2 separate regions of the Anser cygnoides genome follow, and region 1 is linked to region 2. A link is a contact called in public Hi-C data. All regions are on one chromosome and are shown on one strand. The core of a region is the stretch at or near the end of the contact, and the rest is flanking DNA. Distances in the headings are between cores, read along the strand shown.

Evidence for each region. Hi-C and Micro-C count contacts between places; a contact is called where the count stands out from the background.
Region 1: a Hi-C map of liver shows a contact between it and region 2, with 4 times the contacts expected there. The contact joins the promoter of USP44 here to the promoter of HAL in region 2. A contact is called at or near these places in 2 of 7 Hi-C or Micro-C datasets (both in liver).

What each region holds. Positions count from the first base shown.
Region 1 is chr1:48,193,455-48,198,909 of Taihu_goose_T2T_genome, forward strand. USP44 (ubiquitin specific peptidase 44) reads left to right here and starts at 2,097. Exons shown (of 6, transcript XM_066994801.1): 1 at 2,097-2,205.
Region 2 is chr1:48,054,750-48,059,574 of Taihu_goose_T2T_genome, forward strand. It overlaps HAL (histidine ammonia-lyase), which reads left to right and starts at 2,326. Exons shown (of 20, transcript XM_048061205.2): 1 at 2,326-2,995; 2 at 3,446-3,506; 3 at 3,683-3,710; 4 at 4,027-4,101; 5 at 4,207-4,279; 6 at 4,377-4,443; 7 at 4,627-4,664; 8 at 4,744-4,825. The coding sequence starts at 2,749.

The sequences.
Region 1 (5,455 bases), core at 847-3,346, 140 kb after region 2:
AATAGGAAGACATGAGGTTACATTACTTTTAAGGATTTATTACATTTGTTTGCTTCTTGACAATATCACATATATCTGGCATCCATTTTCATAAATACTCAATGAATTTAAAATTAAATTACTTTTAGGAAATCAATTTCTGGCGGTCTCAATAAATCACAAGCATTCTAGCTATAATGTCCCTGAGGATCCGGCATTCTCTTATCAGCCTTGAATGTTTTTAATGTGGCCATTACCTTAGCAGAATAAATGCATGACTGTGAGAAAGGCTAAAGGAAGGTCAAAAAAATTAAGTGGGGTGTCACTAAAGACATACGTGAAGCAGGACAGATCAGGTAAGAGCAGCACATAGCAATTCAGTGATTTACCTGCTTGGTTGGAGCCAAATCCCAATCCCAAATCAACAATTTGCAATGGATTAGCCAGCATGCAGGAAGAGAGATTGAAGGCTGCCCTGCCCCAATAAGGGTCGCTTAGTGAGAATCAACTGAAGTGTTGTCCAATTAACATGGGGAACTGATGGGGAGAAAAAAAAAAAGAGAAAAGGAAATAAAAAGAAAGGAGGAACTTTATTTTCTCTTCATCTGTTCTATGTAAAATCAAATACTGCAGAGATAGCAGGCACGGCAAATCTCTGTTAGCAGTAGAATGGGGTTTTGGAAGATAGGCACTGTCTGGTGGAGGGGAAAGAGGGGTACACTGGGGACAGCGATGGGTTGTCAAGATATAAAAACCAGCTTAAATGAAAATGAATTTCTGAAGGTTCTTTGAGGGACTTTGGGAATGACCGGTAAAAGGGGCCGTTCAGGGCATAAAGGAGGTTGGTTGCAAGGCCTCAGGCTGTGCCTGAATGAGTTAACCCTTAGCCCCGCGGTGGGCTTAACATCCATGTTGTGGAGCCACCGTGTTCTGCTCTTACTGCTGGCCTTCCCACGAGCATTTCAGGATCAAAGACCCCGTCAGACACCCAAGGAAAACGGGGCTTGGGATATCCTGAAGTGCCCCGAGCCTCACCTTGAGCTCACCACATGAGCGGAGGGCAGCACTGCAGCAGTGTGCTGGGGCATGGGGCTGAGGCAGCTTGGGGGTCACATCGAGTCCATGCCAAGACCACTTAGCTGACAGACAGACATGCAGCCAGGGCTGGACAGGGATACCGAGTGAGAGAGGCAAGAGCGATGCGTCATGGTGGGAGAGCTAGTTTCCCAGCTAGGACTGAAGGAACAAACACTACTGGTAAAGATGTGGGTAGTAACTTGACAAAAATACATGTGGTAGCTATTTCGAAGTAGTGAAAGTTGTCTTAAAAACACCCAAGGATGTGTAAATACATCCACTGTACACAAGCAGTTGATTTTCGTGTTTTGAGTAGGCAACATCATTCCTCACATTAGAGGCTAGAAACGCATTGAAATCATGAGTGAGAAGCTTGGTGAGTTTACTTTTTCATACCCTGAGGGCTTCTGAGAGCACCACAACAGAGTGACCCTGAAGGAAAACCGAGCTGCATCGCTCAGCTGCATCCTGCTGCCTGAACCCCGGCAGCCGCCCTGCAAGCAGCGAGGGCTGAGCCCCGCAGCTGGAGGGGAGCGGAGACAGCCAGGGCCGAGATATTTCACCACACATTTTACACCAAAGCGCATTTTCCATGACGACACGAGCAGAAGCGCAGAGGCAGATGCGCGTAGTCTTGCTGCTCTAGGGAAAGATCCTGGTGGACACGGGGGGCTCAGGAGAGGGCCTTCGGTGCTCGTGGCCATGCCCCGTTTGTCCTGGGGGCTCGTGGGACACCACGAGCCTGCTCCGAAGCCCACTGCACCATCTTTTGGGGCACATTCACACAAAGCACGAGCAAACCCGCTTGAGCACGTATGCAAAGTGTATATGTGTATAGATATAGACCAGCCCAGTGAGCTTTTGCCAAGAGTTTATTCCCCCACGCAGCTCTCCCCACAACGCGGGGCTCGCTCTGCTCTTCGGCGCAGGGCTGACACCCGCCCCAGAGAGCCGGCAGCGGCTCGGAAACTCCACGGCGGGGGGCGTGTGGGGGCGGTGGGGCCCGTCCCGGGGCGGAGCGGGGATCCCCGCGGGGAGGGAGGGAGGGAAGCGGGGGGCGGCCTCGGCTCGGCGCTGACGTCGCCGAGGGGCCGGGGCGAGGCGGCCGCGGCTCGGGGCGCGCAAGATGGCGGCAGCGGCGGGTGACGGGTGCGTGCGGGTGCCTCGGGGCGGCCGGCGCGGGGCGAGGAGCGGGGGGCGGCAGCGGCCCTTCGCCGGGCACGGGCGGGCGCCGGCGGCTCGGTGCCGAGCGGGGCAGGCGGTGGGGCGAGGCGGGCGCGGCGCGGGGCCGTGCCCCGGTTTAGGGGGGAGCTGCCCGCCGGTGGCCGCGGGGAGCCGAGGGGCGCGGGCAGGCGGAGCGGCTGGGTCGGCGGAGCTGTCAGCGGGGAGCGGCGAAGGCAGCGCCGAGGGACGCGGGGCTGCTCCCGCTGCTGCCCCTGCCCCGGTCCCCGGTGCCCCCGCGGCTCGGCTGCAGGAAGCGTGGTGTCGTTCGCCGGGCTCCAGCGGGGCGCCGTGCCGGTGGGGGTCCGCGTCCGGGCGGTGGTACGCACAGGGTGGCCAAAAGGGAACGAAAAGTTTATTCTAAGAGTTAGGCGAAGACCTGTACGGCCTCAGGGAAAGGAGGCTGCGCGCTGCTGGGCGAAGGCTGTGCTACTAAAATGGGAAATCATCCACAAAGCTTCTTTTCGGAGCGCTGTGAGAGCTTTGGGTCTCAGTCTACAGGACTGCGCTGCAGCGTGGAGTTGTGCCCAGCGGTGTTTCGTTGGGTTGGCTGGAAAAAAGGTCCGTCCTGAGGAAGCAGGACGGCTGGCTTCGAGTTAATAACGTGCTCGTTATCTAAAACTTTCAGTTCTTGAGGTACCCGTGTTTGCTCTTGGTGCAGGTGTTAAACAGGTACGGAGCCCGGTGAAAATCGGTTGGTAAACTGCCGCCTGATTGAAGAGCCGGAACATTAATCACACGCACATATACATACGTACGCACGAGCATCCACCCATGCATGCGAATACATCAGTAAAACTACGCAGTGGAGCCTAACGCTTGAGATACTGTTTGATTTTTTTCCCTGTGAGCCGAGCAACTAATTACAAAAGTAGTGACTAAAAAAGAGATCCTTTTGTTTCTATCTGAGTTACAATTTTCAATTTAACAGCTGTGAAAATGAATCTCTTGTTTACACGTAACCCAGATGGAAGAAAAACATCTATGTTGTTGACTTCTGATTTCTTTTTTTTTTTTTTTTAGCATCGAGTACTTTTTCAGCTAATAAGTTACCCCGAAGTTTAGTTTGTCAGCCATCATTCGGTAAAACTAGCTAAAGAAATACACCGTGTCTCAGCCTTATCGGCGTGCTTCAGTGAAAATAAATACCATATTCTGGATATATTCTGCGCTAGTGAAATTTTGGCGCAAGGAGACTTTTGTATATCCGTATTTTCCCAGGCAGCTTGCTCCTTTCAGCCGCGCTATTCTGTATGTTGGTGCTTGTTATCTTGCTTACTGCTTCTGCTCGGGTCTGTGCTAAGAGCACAGGGGGGCTTGATCTCTGGAGTGCTGGTCAATTAATTCACAATTTCTTTGTGTGTGTGCAGAGAACTGAGCCTCGGGAGAGAAGAATGCACAAGCTGGTGCTGAATAACTTTCTTTAGAGAATTTTAATAGTGTAGCATTTGCTTGAACTGTTTTACCCCAGCTGCAGTTTTCTACTAGGTGTGGCAATCAAGATCCAGTATTTTTTATGATATTTCCACCATTATCTGTTACTTTGATCCTGTTTTTTCCCCGACCTAGTCTATTTTGCAGATTATTTGTTCTAAGTTAATAAATTTTCCCGCTTGATTTAGTGTTTTAGTGTTCCACGTCTTAAAACATTCATGCCGTCAGCGTGCTGCCCGACGTTGAGCTGAAGTTTTCCTGGTCTTGATTTGGCACTATTAGCTTTTTTGCGGTCTTTTCAGATATTTGTGTCTCTGACCGAACTGTGCGTTTTGCTTTCTTTACATGTTCTTCAAAGAAACTGTCTTCTCCCATGCCAGGCTGGTTCCTCCCCCTCCCAGCCCGGCTCCTTTCTCCGTGCATCGGCGGAGGTGGGAAGATGTCGTGCTGGCCTGGCTGCTGGCGGGGGGCAAGGGCTTTTAGGCTTTTCTCTTCAAGGCGTCGGTCTTGCGCTTTCGTAGAATCCTGTTGCTTTCGCATTAAGAGCTTGGTTGCACAACCCTGGCTTACGCAGCACTCACCCTGAAATCGGCAGGCTGCTTCTGTCCTCTGTCCAATATACGCTGAAATTCAGCCATGTAAGTAGTATCGCTCTCGATGCTTTCTTTTTTTTCAAACAGAGAAAAAAAATACAATACTATGAAAAAAAAAGGAAAATAAGGTACCGAGTGTCTTTAAAAGTAAGAAAATCAGAAAGGGTTGATCTGTCAGACTCGCTGACTGACGGTATTGCTGTATCTGACAGCCCTGTGGGAATTTAGTTCGGTTGCCTTCTGGGAAGGACTGCTACTAATATATTTTGCAGGAGGGTCTGTCTTGGTTAGCCCGAAAACATATGGATGAATCTCGTCTCTTCGAGTTCTGTCAACCATTTTTAATCATCGCAGCAGACTTTATGTAAGAATTTCTCTAGTATTCCAGGAGGATTTAACATACGTGACAACTCTGGGATTTATGTAAGTTCCTCATATTACAGATATCAGTGTTAGAGAAGCTCAGCTTTGTTGGGGGAAAGTTGTGGGAGAAGACATGGGGTAAAATTAGTGGTCTTATTTATAAAAACAGGATTAAATAGAAACGTAGTATGGACATTTGTAAAAGAATCTCATTAGCAGCCTATGAATAGACTGCCTTTTAGAAGGAATGAATGTTGTGGACGCTAGCAAGCTGAAAACCTTCAGCAGCTATTATTTTTGTGATCTGTTGACCGTGGCACTCAAGAGATCTTGACCTCCCGTACTACGCCAGGGTTGGTGCTTAGACTGGGAAGTACTGGGTGGGTACCCAGAGGCCACAGCGCCTGAAATTCTTCCCTGCAGTTAGTACGGACTGGCAACAACTCTCAAATAAATTGAATGGGAATGACGAACGTGTAAAACTGTGTGCACTTCACTAGTTTCACTAGAGCTAGCTCAGCCTTTTCTGCATGACGAGTGATGAGACAAGGCATGCAGTGCTGGGTGCTGGTTTTGTGCTCAGAGCTGTTACAGCTCTTCGGTAACTGTATCAGAACATCTTAAAAGGCATTGACCACAGGACAGTTAACCAATCAAAGTCATTTTTTGTTAAACCTTTTAACTACAGATTTCATCCAGTTACCAGATGAAAAATGAAGCTACTTTCCTATCCAGCTGCTGCTTCTTCACCTGCTTGCTTTCCTTAGTAGTCATGTCGTCAGATGCTA
Region 2 (4,825 bases), core at 1,076-3,575:
TTTACATCAGTCACAATACAGTGGTTTTACTTTTTCATTGCTATTGGATCCTTTGTTGTGTACTATTATTACGAGTTATCTGAAATACGCTTGTTCTCTTTCTTTAGCAAACCTGGGATTTTTACCATATTTCATATTTAATATCTTGCTATGCTTTTAGTGACTTAAATTATTTCAACCCACTACATATTTTTAAAAATTCTAATTATTGCAGGGGACTGAAGCCCAAGTCTTTCCTTCACAGATCTGGTTTTATTTTTTTTTTAATATTTCCATTTTATAATCCGTTCCAGCCACCACCACTCTACACTGATATAGTAAGTTAGAAATGAGGTTAAAAGCATTAGGAGGGCTGTGTTTCTTGCATATTTCAGTCCAAGTTGATAGTTTAGGTGAAATTGTTGTGAATACTGCCATCTATAGGTTGTTTTTTGAAATGAATCTGGGAAGAACGGCTTTTCCTGAAAATGATAAATTAACATAAATTAAATCTGTTGACATAGAACCCCATGTCAAGGAGTAACAAAGAGAAAAAAAAAAAAAAAAAAAAAAAAGCTATTTTGGAGGAGGAAAAATACTGTATACAAGTAATGCAAGGGCAACCAGGCGATCAGGCCCAGTCAGCATGGGTTTATGAAAGGCAGGTCCTGCTTGACGAACCTGATCTCCTTCTATGACAAAGTGACGCGCTTGGTGGATGAGGGAAAGGCTGTGGATGTGGTTTACCTTGATTTCAGTAAGGCTTTTGACACCGTTCCCCACAACATTCTCCTCCAGAAACTGGCTGCTCGGGGCTTGGACTGGCGTACGCTTCGCTGGGTTAGAAACTGGCTGGATAGCCGGGCCCAGAGAGTTGTGGTGAATGGAGTCAAATCTGGTTGGAGGCTGGTCACTAGTGGTGTCCCCCAGGGCTCGGTACTGGGGCCGGCCCTCTTTAATATCTTTATCGATGATCTGGATGAGGGCGTCCAGTGCACCCTCAGTAAGTTTGCAGATGACACCAAGCTAAGTGCGTGTGTCGATCTGCTCGAGGGCAGGAAGGCTCTGCAGGAGGATCTGGATAGGCTGGAGCGATGGGCTGAGGCCAACTGTATGAAGTTCAACAAGGCCAAGTGCCGGGTCCTGCATCTGGGGCGCAACAACCCCAAGCAGAGCTACAGGCTGGGAGATGAGTGGCTGGAAAGCTGCCTGGCTGAGAAGGACCTGGGAGTATTGGTTGATAGTCAGCTGAATATGAGCCAGCAGTGTGCCCAGGTGGCCAAGAAGGCCAACAGCATCCTGGCCTGCATAAGAAGCAGTGTGGCCAGCAGGTCTAGGGAAGTGATTGTCCCCCTGTACTCGGCTCTGGTGAGGCCGCACCTCGAGTACTGTGTTCAGTTTTGGGCCCCTCGCTACAGGAAGGACATAGACGTGCTCGAGCGAGTCCAGAGAAGGGCGACCAAGCTGGTGAGGGGTCTGGAGAACAAGTCTTACGAGGAGCGGCTGAGGGAGCTGGGCTTGTTCAGCCTGGAGAAGAGGAGGCTCAGGGACGACCTTATCGCTCTCTACAGTTACCTTAAAGGAGTCTGTCGAGAGGTGGGGGTTGGTCTGTTCTCCTACGTGCCTGGTGACAGGACGAGGGGGAATGGGCGAAAGTTGCGCCAGGGGAGGTTTAGGTTGGATGTTAGGAAGTACTTCTTTACCGAAAGGGTTATTAAGCATTGGAACGGGCTGCCCAGGGAGGTGGTGGAGTCACCATCCCTGGAGGTCTTTAAAAGACGTTTAGATGTAGAGCTTAGGGATATGGTTTAGTGGAGTACTTAGTGTTAGGTCGGAGGTTGGACTCGATGATCTTGAGGTCTCTTCCAACCTAGAAATCTGTGATACTGTGATACTGTAATGGCAAAAAGTCTGGATTTAATTGTATTTAGAGTAGGAGTGGACAGTCATTCAATATATTTCTTTCGTGTTTTGATTAGTATAAACTTTCAAGTAGACGTATTTTACCAGGAGATTAATCTTTTCCTGTTAGCAGCTCTAATATAAATTAAGGCATGAACATGTCTTGGGATTTATTTATTCAAGGTATGCTGAGTTCTTCTATTCAGCTCTAACCTACATATGTCTAAGTAGTTTCATTAAAAGTGATGGAAAATTTAACTCTTGTGTGACTGAGGCTCAAAAATCAGTTTACATATTTATGAATGCTGTGTCAGTCATCTTTTAATAAATTCACTAAAATACTGGCTTTTTTGGAACCAGAATAGCTTAAAATAAAGCAGCAGAAAACCTACCTAAATTGACTCCTTTGTGTTAAGGACTTAGTGAACCATTCAGTTTTCTTGCTACCCCTCTGGGTGATAACTTCTAGTAGAAAAAAAATCACTGAAAATATTTTTTCTCTATTTTAGGTTATGAACTTACACCATTCCGTTCATTCACTCCCAAAATCTAATTAGGCTTCTGCTACAGCAGTGTCCGAATAAACAGAGATTCTCTCAGGCAAGGTTTTGATCGGAAGAGGGGGGATATCTGGTCCTTTCCAGGAAAAGGGTGTGCTCCCTCGGTTTGGTTTCATTGGCTGAATTCAGCTGAATACATCGATCTCGCTTATTTACAAAGGTGGGGATCTTTGGGGGTGGATTTTTGCCTTGATCTGATTGGGACACCGGAATCCGGCTGGATACTGCTCTCGGGCTGTGGCGTGGTAAATGTAAGGCTGCTTCACACTGCAGCCCTTCAGGCAAGGAACAATTCTGGAGAGAAAGCATGCCAAGATACACAGTGCACGTCCGAGGGGAATGGCTGGCAGTGCCGTGCCTGAACGGTGCTAACACAGTCGGATGGCTGGGAAGGGAAGCTGTGAGACGGTACATGAAAAACAAACCCGACAACGGAGGATTTACATCGGTGGAAGAAGTAAAATTTTATGTTCGAAGGTGCAAGGGTCTTGGCTTGCTGGATCTTGATGACACGGTGGAGGACGCCCTGGAGGACAATGAATTTGTTGAAGTTGGTAAGCAAAACCTTAGGCAATGCATGACGAAATGACTGCGTTGGCACCTGAGTTAGCAAGCTGTGTTTTAGTTGATCTAAAATTGCATCAGAAACGGTGTCTAAGATGTTTATGGAAAAATACCGAAATGTAAATTCTAACAGAACTATTTAGGGTTTAGAAACTACAGGATGCTGTATATATCATCCCTATGTGATGTCTTATACTCTCTGTGATTGTTCAGGAGATGGAGCATATGTCCAAGGATTGGGTTCTTCTGTTTCTGTCTTTAGATTACCTTAAATAAACTACATAAACACTAATTATTTTCCTAGAGGCATATAAATTTGTTTGGTGCTGATGATTGCAAATTAGAATACTTACTGTTGTATATTGTAATGAATAACAAATTAATCTATACTTAGAATACAGTTTAATCCCATTCATGTTTACTTTGGATATATCTTCTAGTTATAGAAGGAGACATAATGTCTCCAGATTTCATACCATCTCAGCCAGAAGGAGTTCATTTGTATCCTTTTTGGAGCATTCCGTAAACTTTCTATAATTCCAGATTTATAATTTTCTGGATTTCCATGTTCTTTCAGTGTTCCTTCATTTTTAAAAGACATTGCCAGTTTTAGTCTAATGGACACTACTACTTGTGATGTCATGTTTGCCATTTCTTTTCCTTTACGTAACTTTCAGATATAGCAAATACCGAGAACCAGAACAGGTAGGAATCACCAATGATTTTACAACTTAGTAATGATCCTCATACTCTTCAGAGCTTGTGGAGAGTTAGCCACTGCAAAATTCATGAGATCAGTGGCTGTTAGGTCTTCTGGGCCTGGGAATCTAAATTGTGATTTGCTTATTGCAATTTTGTTACGGTGTTCCTATTTATGAATGAGAGCATGCATGACCTTCCTGTCATTGCTGAGCTTTGGTTGGTTTTTTTTTGTTATTGTTGTTGTTGTTTTAATGCTGTGATCATTAAGCAATTCTATGTGTATATGTATCCCAAACTAAAAGGTGGTTCTTTGGTGTAGTATATTTCTTTAGATGGCAACAGCTTAACAACGGAGGACCTGGTCAGTTTGGGAAAGGGGCTCTACAAGATAAAGGTAAAGATTCTGAACAAACATGGCAAAAAATCATGTTTATCTTTCTACGATTAGAATTAAATGATGTGATAGATAAACTAATATTCAAAAATACTCATTTTCTAGCTCACACCTGAAGCTGAAGCTAAAGTCAAACGATCACGAGAAGTAATTGAAAGGATTGTAAAGGAACAGACAGGTAAATATTTTTATCACTAACTATCAACTGTTTTTGTCAGCCACTTTGAAAACTATCTCAGGCCCTCTCCTTAACCAGAAATGTGTGTTTCTTGCAGTTGTTTATGGAATCACCACCGGGTTTGGGAAGTTTGCCAGAACTGTCATTCCAAACAGTAAACTTATGTAAGTTACGTATGCAGCTCTCTTCTTACTTTCTTTTGAGGGAATAAAGAAGGTGGAGCAGCTCTACACTGCATGCTTATGATTAGATGAGAGGGGGCTGCTTTAGTATTTCTGTTTTGTGAAAAAAAAAAAAAAGTATTTCAAAAACTTACTTTTTACGTAACTATTTTTTTGTTTTCATAGGGAGCTTCAAGTGAACTTGGTTCGTTCACATTCTGCAGGTAACAAGAAACCGCTTGGTGTTTTCTCTTTCCTGCGCTGTTGACAGCAGCTGGGTAACTGAGCCCATTACTGTTCCAGGTGTGGGGAAACCGTTGACCCCCGAGAGGTCTCGCATGCTGTTGGCGCTGAGGATCAATGTCCTAGCAAAAGGGTACAGTGG